Regions from separate parts of the Mus musculus genome. Here regions 1 and 2 are each linked to region 3. Evidence: chromatin contacts called from public promoter capture Hi-C data. All regions are on one chromosome and are shown on one strand. Each heading gives the region's core, a stretch centred on a gene start, on an enhancer-like site or on the middle of the called end of the contact. The rest is flanking DNA. Distances are from core to core; before and after follow the strand shown.

Region 1 (3,206 bases), core at 517-3,016, 160 kb before region 3:
ATTTTAGTGACAAAAGTCACACCCAGCCTTTACATAAACATGACCAAGGAGCCGCTCTGTCTAAGCTCACTTCCCTTATGGGCGCCAGGACTTTTCCTCCCTATGGCCCTAATGTGCTGGGCAAACACAGAGACCCTGCAAAAGGAGAGCAGTGCCACCCAACAGCACCCATTCCTGCCCCTTTCGCCTGCCTAGTGTTTATCTCCCAACTTTCCCATAACATCTCCTGGCAGCCCTACACCCGTCACTTAAGCACACAGAAGGTAGACATGCACACCAAGCCTTCCACTGGCCTCCTGGGTCTAAGGCCCACATTGCCCTTGTCACGCCACCTCCTCCTAAGTGTTTTCTGAGCAGCTTGCCTCCAGGCCCAACAGCCCAGACAGGCTCCCACAAACAACGTCACCAAAGAATCCCGTGGAGAGTGTTGCAAACATGCAACCTTTCCCGTGCTTGGCTTCCCAGGATCCCATAAACACATCTTGCATGTCCCACCCAGAACCCCTCACCTCACATGCTCCTGAGGATTATTAGGTCTGAGTTCCAGACATGCAGCCCCCCGTGAAACTCGTACATCACAGACACACAAATCCATCCGCCTTTCTGTCCTCTACACAACTGGACCACACCTCATCAGGACGACAGAAATGGAACTCAGGCGTGATACCTTCTGATTCAAATGTCCACAACTGACTGCACTCTTCAAATGGGTACGCACACCCCTCATTCTGGTGTCCACCATAACACACACACACACACACACACACCATGCCAGCTATGCAGAAAACAAACATTCATAAACATTCATATGTACAACACAAGACATACGTGAAGGAAAACACACGCTGACAAAAACTATATACAAATCCTCGAACAGCACACTTAAGGTATCTGTCACCTAAAGCCACAGAGCCAAACCTTGTAATTCTGTACCAATAAGTACCCCCTCCTGGCTTTCTGTCTCTATGTATCAGGGAGGGCCCTCGCAGACCCCTCGGTGCCAGACTGGGAAACCGTGTTGCCCAGGAGGAGCAGTTTACCTTGCCCCACAGTACCGCAGGAGGCACAATCTCCAGGACTCACTGCAACAACCCTTCCCCGACGGCGCGGCGGTTCCGGGCCCCTGCTCGCACTGCGCACCCTGCACACCCCAACTCTGGGGCGCTCAGAGGGCCACCCCTCCCCCTCTCTGCCTGGCTCCTACGCCATCGCCCTCCCAGCAGCTTGCAGCGCTTGCCCGGGATCACACCCGCCCCAACCCAACCCCCAACCTGCCCCACAGAGGCAGAGGGAGGGGGCATTGGGCTGCAGAATTTAACCCTTCATAGGTGGAGTGATTGCGACCCTCTTCACGGCCCCAGGAGACCGAGTCCCCCAGTCACGGCTCGTTGGACACCATACCAGGGCGCTCTTAAGTTGCTCCCCAGCGCCGTGCACGTCCGGGGGCGGGGCTTATTAGAACCCCCGACCCCTGCGCCCCTAGATCAACCTGGAAGGGGAGCGGTCGCGGGGCGCGGCTCCGGCCCCTGCGGCGCCGGGCAGCGGAGAGGGGGCATCTTCCCTAGCCCTGCCCGGTTCGCCCCGGGGCCCACCTGACTGCGATGGCGCCGCGTCTGCCAGGCCCGGCTCATCACCGTGGCCAGCCCCGGCCGCTTGGGTTTCGCTCTCCTCCAGCTCCGGCTCCGGCTCCGGCCCCGGCCCCGGCCCCCCCCAGCGCCCGGCCCCGGCCCAGCCCCACCGCCGCCGCCGCCGCCGCTGACATCATCGGCTCCCCCCCCGCCCCGGTCCTCCCCCCCACCCCACCCCCGGAAACAGTCCCCCCCCACCCCCCCAGCGCCGCCGCTGAGAGGAAGCCAGCAAAGCGCAGACGACACCGACTCTGGACTCTGAAGTCTGATGGCCAAGGCCTGGTGGATCCCTCACAGGGAAAAGACTCGGGGCTTCCCGCAGAATGCACACCTTACGGGGCGGGCAGTGACCTAGACCACTCATTCCCTGGGAAGGGACTCACCCCCACGCCCGCCCTTCCCTCTGCACACCCTTCACTCAGGGGTCACATCGCCTAGAGCACGCTGCGTGGGCACAGCTGTTCACCACAGACACGCACACCACACACATGTTCTCCGGGGCCGCAAACTTACAACACGGCAGATTCACATTTGGGCCCCGTGGAACCTATAGATCCAAAGTGAGCACCCTCGCGAATACCTAGGGATTATCACCAGACCCACTGGCAAGAAAGACCTCAACTCCGTAGAACAGATGATCATTAGTGCAGATAAGCACAAAGCTTGGAACTTTGTGTCACCAGTGGAAAGATTCGCTTCTGTGTCCCTGCATATAAATGCAGAGGCCTTGGTGTGGCCTTCCCAGCACAACACTAACCACACGCCAGGTGGAAGCATGAGAAATGTGACATACATAAAAACAAACAAACAAACAAAAAATTCCTGGAACCTCCATGGGACAATGCTATAGACGGCTCCCTAGTTGCAAAACTAAAGACTCTGGAGAGGCCCGGCGTGATGATGCTGTGGAGCCAGAGGCAAGTGGATTTAAGGACTTGGAAGCCAACCTGATCTAAACAGCAAGTTCCAGTCAGCCAGGGCTACAGTGTGATATCCCTGCTTGAAAAAACAAAAACGAACACCCCCATCCCCATAAAAAAGACCCACTTCAGGAGAAAGAGGAGCAGGCTCTCCCCGAAGAGCATGAAGGTTCAAGCCCGCCTGCGCTCGGGCAGCAAAGGCGGAAGCTCTGCAAGCTCAAGTCCATGCTGGTCTACGAGCGGGTTCCAAGCCACTCGGCCTAGACAAGCCATACAGCCACAAAACCACTCCCACACTCTTTTGTTTGTTTTGTTTTGTTTTGTTTTGTTTTGTTTTGTTTTGTTTTGTTTTGAGACAGGGTTTCTCTGTGTAGCCCTGGCTGTCCTGGAACTCACGCTGTAGACCAGGCTGGCCTCGAACTCAGAAATCCGCCTGCCTTCCCAAGTGCTAGGTTTAAAGGCATGCGCCACCACTGCCCGGCCACTTCCACACTCTTTCAAACATCTACTTCCGGTACCTATAACCCCAAGCACTTTGGGAGATAGTGGCATGAGGACCAAGATTTCAAGGCCAGATTCCACAGGCCTTTTGAGACCAACCTGGGCAATACTTAGCATAAAGCAAAAATCAAAACAAACCACCAACCCCCACAAGCTG
Region 2 (3,045 bases), core at 195-2,694, 240 kb before region 3:
ACTGCCCACCAACCACCCCAAAACCTGCCATGCCCACCTCCTGAAGACCACAGGGGCAGCAGCTGCAGCCACAATGAAGTGGGCGGAGGAGCCGGAGCACCTCGCGGTCCCCAGGGTCCGCTAGGCGGATTCGAAATGGTCGGCGGGCACCACAGCACAGGCGGGCACAACAGTTGCTCTCTTCAGCTGCCTGACCCAGTTGCTGTCCGGTTCCGGAGCGAAGTTCATACATATTACAGGTCTCCCAGCCTAGGAACGCTGGGAAGGGCAACACGCTGAGGCTCGGGGGCCACCTGCCCAGAAGCTAACCACTGCCATAAAGATCATGAAGCCCATCTTGCTCCATCCATCTCCTACTCACTTTCCACTCGTTCAGCCTTCTGATGAATCAAGATTTGATCAATCTGTAAAGAGTTAAGAGCAGCGTTGACCTTATCCGTCACCTCGAACTTCAGTTCTCCTCCCAGCCATCCTCTCTCTCACTCACCTGCACTAGGAATTCGAGGCCAGGAGGCACCCCTGGCAATGGCACGAAAGGAGCAGGAGGCCCTGGAGCCACTGGGCCTGGCGAGGGGAAGAGAGCGAAGCCGGGAGCAGGGGCAGGCACCTGGGTGGGCACTGGAGCTTGTCCCGGTCCAGGATGCAGAGCCACCGGCTCTGGATACCCAGATGGCACGGGGTAGGGAGGTGGGGGTGAAGGGGCATAGCCTTTGGGGGGCAAGTAGCCTGTAGGGGAGCAGGAGTAGATTAGAAAGTTATCTGTGGACTCTTCTTTCACAGCCCAAGGACCAGGAGCACCCGCGGAAAACGTAAGAAGAGGCAGAGAATGATGGGGCGGAGGGGCAGGGCGGTGGCTCCCCAGGAGGAAGGGAGGGCCCCACGCAGCCAGTCTGAGCACATTCCTGGAGAATGTGTTCGACACCCGGCACCCAATTTCGTGGGGGCAGGGGGGAATAATGGAGACCCCAACCTAGCGTCAACGTACCTGCCATGGGAATCAGGAGGGGAGTCTTGGGCTTTTGGCGTAGGGGAGACTTAGTTCTGGAGTGGGACAAGCTCGGGAACAGCTAGACAGACACAGAAACAAAGACGGACAGGCAGAGGCGAAGAGGTAGCTGCGCCCAGTACGGGCCCAGGGTCTCTAGGGCGGCACCTAAGACTCGGGGAGAAACCGAAAGTGTCAGCGGGCGGGGCGGGGTACCTAGGACCCTGAATTTTCTTAGGGGCCCCAGGACCGCCCCCTCCCTTTGTTCTCCCATTTTTTCTACGGAGATGGCTGTTGGCAGACGGCAGGGCAGATGGTCCTGAGGTCAGACAGATGACCTGACCCCGAGGAAAGTCTCCTTAACCCCTCTATGGTCCGGCTCACCTGAAGCCCCCAGAATAAGTCGGGGGGCCACGCACTCCGGGGCTCACAGGCGCTGGTGGAGGCGGGCCCAGATCTGACCCCACCCCCGGGTCGCCTAAGTCCCGCCCCCCAGTCCGGGCGGGGCGACTGCGCAGAAAGCAGGCGCTTCTCCTCCCCCGGGGCCGCGGACCTTGGACCTTGTGCGCTTTGTTCACCGTGGTTCCGCCCCTTCCGCTCCGACTGCAGAGGCTTGGAGACCTGGCCTGTTGGAGGGTGATTGCGGCCCTATCCCCAGCAGCAAGACCCTCGCCTTTTCCGCGGGTTGCTGCTCTGCCTCCCCACCGCGTGGCTGCTCCGGTCCCCGGGATCCTCCTCCCAAGGGCGGGGCGGGCCTCGCTGACGCAGCGGAACACCATTCACACTCATTCCTTGCCTCCCAGACTTGGCTCGGTGTTCTTCTCAGGGCGACCTCGCTGTGTTCTCCCCCTGTCACAGCGTTGACCCACTCAGTCACCTCTCAGTTCAGGCACGCCCATTACACGCGTGACAGACTTTCAAAAGGTAACAGTAATGAATGTGCATGAGGTAAGGCTCAGGGAAAGACACTTGAACAGAACAGGCCCTCCATTCCCCAGTATGGAGGCAAAACATGCAATCCCAGCGTTTGGGAAAGGAGAGGCAAGAGGAGAGTCACAAGTATGAGGCCAGTCTGTTTTACATAGTTCCAGACCAAGTCAGGGCTACAATAGGGAGACTCTCTCAAAAGACTCCTTTCCTCAAAAGAAGATAGCATAGTATCTGGGCAGGTGTGGAGGATCGCGAGTTCCAGGTCAGCTTGGGAGTGACCTGGGTCACTAGGGGAGATATTAAAGAAACAAAGCCGAAACTAGCCCATCACTTGTGCCTGGGTCTTAACTTCCTATCAATTGTATATTAGTGCTTGGGGTGCAGACTAGGGATTCTTAGAATTCTAGTTTTTATTGTACAGCCTAAACTGAGAACTACTGTGTCAGAACAACCCAGGAGGCTGTGGGCAGGCCAAGGTAAGGGAGAGGTTCTTACAGAAATCTGGTCCTACTGTGGTGGATTGCACCAGAGACCAGGGCAGTGAGGCAGTGTTGATGTGTATATGAGGGAACATGACTTCATTATGCCTCAGAGATAGGATGTAAGGAGAAAATTGCAAGTTGAGTCATGCTAGGCCTCTGAGACCCTTCTGCACAGCACAGACCCCTCCTCCCCCTTGCCTTGCTGTGCTATGTCATTTACTGCCTGCCCGTGCAATCCCTGGCTTCATATATCTTGGTCTCTCTGTTGACCTTTCACCTCTAAGATCCCGTTCCTTTGGGGGTACTTCTTACTAGTGCTGAAAACCCAGCAAATGAGCGGAAGGAAGCTTTAACTGTCCCCAAATGCCAAATAAGCCCACTTCAGTGTAAGGTTGAGCACAGAGCAATGGGTGGTCTTACCAACAAGGGCCATGTTTCCACTGCTGAGGTCTGCATTCTTTTTTTTTCTTTCTTTCTTTTTTATTAGGTATTTTTCTCGTTTACATTTCCAATGCTATCCCAAAAGTCCCCCATACCCACCCCCCCAATCCCCTACCCACCCACTCCCTCTTTTTGGTCCTGGCATTTCCCTGTACTGGGGCATATAAAGTTTGCAAGTCCAAAGGGCCTCTCTTTCCAGTGATGGCT
Region 3 (3,176 bases), core at 77-2,576:
TCCCAGACCAGCCTCAGATAAACAGGATCCTGTCTCAAGAAAAGAAAAATAAAAACCAACCAACCAACCAACCAAACAAACAAACAAAACACATTACTAGCATCACCGAGAGTAATAAAATATCATAGTGGCATATTTTTATAAACCCAGAATGTGGGGGGCAGAGGCAGGAGCATCTCTTCAAGGCTAGCCTTGTGTACAGGATCCACATGGTAGAAGAAAAAAACCAATTCCTCTAAGTATGGACTGTGGTGTTCCTGCCACAGAAAGAAATAAAGATAATGGCCTTCTTCCTCTTCCTCTTCCTCTTCCTCTTCCTCTTCCTCTTCCTCTTCCTCTCCTTCTCCTTCTCCTTCTCCTTCTCCTTCTCCTTCGATTTATTTATTATTATATGTAAGTACACTGTAGCTGTCTTCAGACACACAAGGTCAGATCTCATTATGGATGGTTGTGAGCCACCATGTGGTTGTTGGGATTTGAACTCAGGACCTTCAGAAGAGCAGTCAGTGCTCTTAACTGCTGAGCCATCTCTCCAGCCTGCCCCTCTTCTTCTTAAGCTATTGGGCTGCAACATCACTCCAAGGGAACCCAGGTTCCAGAGCTGGGGCATCAGGTGTAGGTGCTCCAGCAAGCGTGGGCTGGAGATCAGACCTGGTGGGGAGGGGCGGCTGGAAGGCAGGACCCATGCAGACCTGGCTGTAGATCAGGGACACAGGGAAATTTTGGGGCTCAAACAAGTTTGGAAAGATGGCAGGGACCCTGGTCATGGAGAACAGGTAGGTTGGACAAAGGAGCCAGTGGAACCGAGAAGAAGGGCGTCCTGTGGTGGCTTCTATCCCTCTCTATGTTCTAGTTTCTAGGCTCTTTCTTGGTGTCTGGCGCTTGCTTTTCTTTATTCCTCTCACATTCAGCCCTCTGTTCCGGAGGCTTTCGAAGTAACTCTATCTTAGTCTCTTTTTAAATTCCCTGCCCCGGGCCCCCCACTTTTGAGTACGTATCAGCTCGTCTTTCAGTTTGAGCCTCTCAGGAGGTGTTCTCTTCTTTAGGTCTACCCAGACTCTCACCCTCTTGTCTTCTTTTCCAATCTTGTTTCAGTACTGTACCTGGGGTCTGGGGTAGGAAGAACCCGCTAGGACCAAAAAAAAAAAAAAAAAAAAAAAAAAAAAAGGCGCCAGGGGGCGGGTCCAATCCATCTTCATTTGCATATGTATGAGGTCTCCTGAGCGAGCAACGAAGAGGCGGGGTTCCTGAGGGGTGGGTGGGAAGGGGGCGGACACCCTCAGAGTCACAGACTATAAAGACTGTGCGCAGGGTTCGCGCTCCCCGCACTGCTGAGGAGCGGAGCCTCCGATTGGGGGGCCCCTATCCTTGTCTTTCCCCCACAACTGCTTGTCCCCGCCCCAGCTCCCACTGGCTGGGCCAACTGTGGTGTGGCTGTCGCCGTTTGTCGGAGGAGCCTTAATCGGCCACCTGCCGCGTTCTACAGCCTCTTTGCATCTCGGATTTCGGGGCGGCTCCCTCCCCCATCTTTCCCTGCTTCTTTGCACCCCGCTTTTTCTGCGTTTCGCTCGAATTTTGGAGCCGTCTGGTTTTGCACCCCTTTTTGTTTTGCTTCTAGGCGGTGTGTGGGGTGAAGGTGCCTCGGCATCCCTTTCCCTGGTTATCTTTCCCTGTTTTGACAGCCCCCCTTTCTATCGCAGTCGGGGGGCCTAGCCTCGGTGCACCTTCGCCGCACTGCCAGCAGACCACAGTGCGTGGCTGTGCACCCCGGAATTTGCAGCAGCTGTATATCTGACTGGAGTCTCCCTGCCTCGCTCCCGCGCGCATTTGGTGCGTGGAGGGCTTCAGCGCGCGACGCCCCGGCTTCTCCGCAGCCCCCAGCAGCGCGCCGGGACTCGCCCCGTGCCTCCAAGATGGTCATCCAGAAAGAGAAGAAGAGCTGCGGGCAGGTGGTTGAGGAGTGGAAGGAGTTCGTGTGGAACCCGCGGACGCACCAGTTCATGGGGCGCACCGGGACCAGCTGGGGTACGCGGGGCTGGCGCGGGAAAGGTGGTAGCTGACCGCTCGGCGATGCCTTTGGGGCGCAGGGTCCCGCGGGCGTCGCCCCAGCTCCCCTGCCGGGTCCCTGGCGTCCAGCCCCCACTGTCGGGCTTTGGATCGGGAGGGGCCCCGAATCAGCGGTCTAATCTCTCTGACTGGCCGCTGCGGAGGCGGAGAAAGTAGGTCACTGCCGCCTGCCCGCCCCCCGCGGAGCCCCCTCGGGCGGGGGGTCGCGGGCTCTGCGCGCGTGTCCGTGCCACGGCGCTCCCGCTCCGGCTCAGGCCCTGCGGCTGCACACGGTCATCATCCCTCTCCCCGAAGAGTGCCCTAACTCTCCCTCTGGCTCTCACTAGCTAGCCAACCTCGTTTATTTTTAGCTCTCACCCACCCCCTTGGACCCTGGGAACATTCATGAGGAGGCGGATCTGGCAGGGGGGTCTTGGGAGGGGGGGTTCTTAACAGCGGAAGTTGTTTGTCTGTATTCCACCATTGGGCGTTTGGAGTCCTCTGTGGCTGCTTTGTGGGTGGGGGGCTGCCAGGAGGGATGGTATTTTTCCAGGCTTGAGGTTTTCAGATGTCAGAGGTGGAGGGAGTAATGGTCACTGTGCTGATATGGGTACATCCTCAGGCAGGGTGTTTACATGGGACTCAGATGCCTTGGAAGAACTCTCTACCCTTACCTCATGGGTGTGCAAGGACTTAGGTAGTCAGGGGCTGCTGATGGGTACCCGGTGAGGTAAGGGTGACTGACAGTCTTGCAAGACAGTGCCAAGCTGGAGAATTGAAGCACAAGGGATTCTGTGTGACATAATTTACGACATATCCACATCGATTGGACACAGTCTTCATCAGACCACCCACCTGAGGCTTAGGGGACCATGAAAGGAGATCAATGCAGCCCTTGTCCTCAAGGAACCCAAGACCCTGTGGGATGTGAAGGATCAACGATGGATGCTTGGGCTACTCAGAAGCCTCCACAGAGGAACTGTCTTCTTAGGTAGAAAGACTGAGAGTTCAGGGAGATTGGAACAGCATGTCCTCCTCACTGGAGGCTTAGGATAGGAGTCCTGAGAGATGATGTCCAGGGAAGGCTTCTAGGAGATTCTGTCTTCTCCTTGACTCTGGCCAAGATCCTG

What was found. Promoter capture Hi-C pulls out the DNA fragments that hold promoters and counts their contacts.
Region 1: a contact with region 3 is called in a promoter capture Hi-C map of hippocampal neurons, with 2.9 times the contacts expected there. The contact joins the promoter of Zbtb4 here to the promoter of Atp1b2 in region 3. A contact is called at or near these places in 8 of 39 promoter capture datasets (cranial neural crest, embryonic stem cells, hippocampal neurons and 4 more), 3 of 484 Hi-C or Micro-C datasets (embryonic stem cells, erythroblasts and rod photoreceptor), 4 of 115 datasets of contacts at active chromatin or transcription factors (the 230-238 cell line and embryonic stem cells) and 3 of 9 other capture datasets (adipose tissue, liver and pancreatic islet).
Region 2: a contact with region 3 is called in a promoter capture Hi-C map of fetal liver, with 6 times the contacts expected there. The contact joins the promoter of Plscr3 here to the promoter of Atp1b2 in region 3. A contact is called at or near these places in 11 of 39 promoter capture datasets (cranial neural crest, embryonic stem cells, fetal liver and 8 more), 2 of 484 Hi-C or Micro-C datasets (Sertoli cells and embryonic stem cells), 1 of 115 datasets of contacts at active chromatin or transcription factors (embryonic stem cells) and 3 of 9 other capture datasets (adipose tissue, liver and pancreatic islet).

The regions. Positions count from the first base shown.
Region 1 is chr11:69,764,472-69,767,677 of GRCm38.p6, reverse strand. Zbtb4 (zinc finger and BTB domain containing 4) reads right to left here and starts at 1,766. Exons shown (of 4, transcript NM_029348.2): 1 at 1,593-1,766.
Region 2 is chr11:69,845,016-69,848,060 of GRCm38.p6, reverse strand. It overlaps Plscr3 (phospholipid scramblase 3), which reads right to left and starts at 1,444. Exons shown (of 8, transcript NM_023564.4): 1 at 1,370-1,444; 2 at 986-1,153; 3 at 488-726; 4 at 362-404; 5 at 38-258. The coding sequence starts at 992.
Region 3 is chr11:69,604,110-69,607,285 of GRCm38.p6, reverse strand. It overlaps Atp1b2 (ATPase, Na+/K+ transporting, beta 2 polypeptide), which reads left to right and starts at 1,326. Exons shown (of 7, transcript NM_013415.6): 1 at 1,326-2,025. The coding sequence starts at 1,914.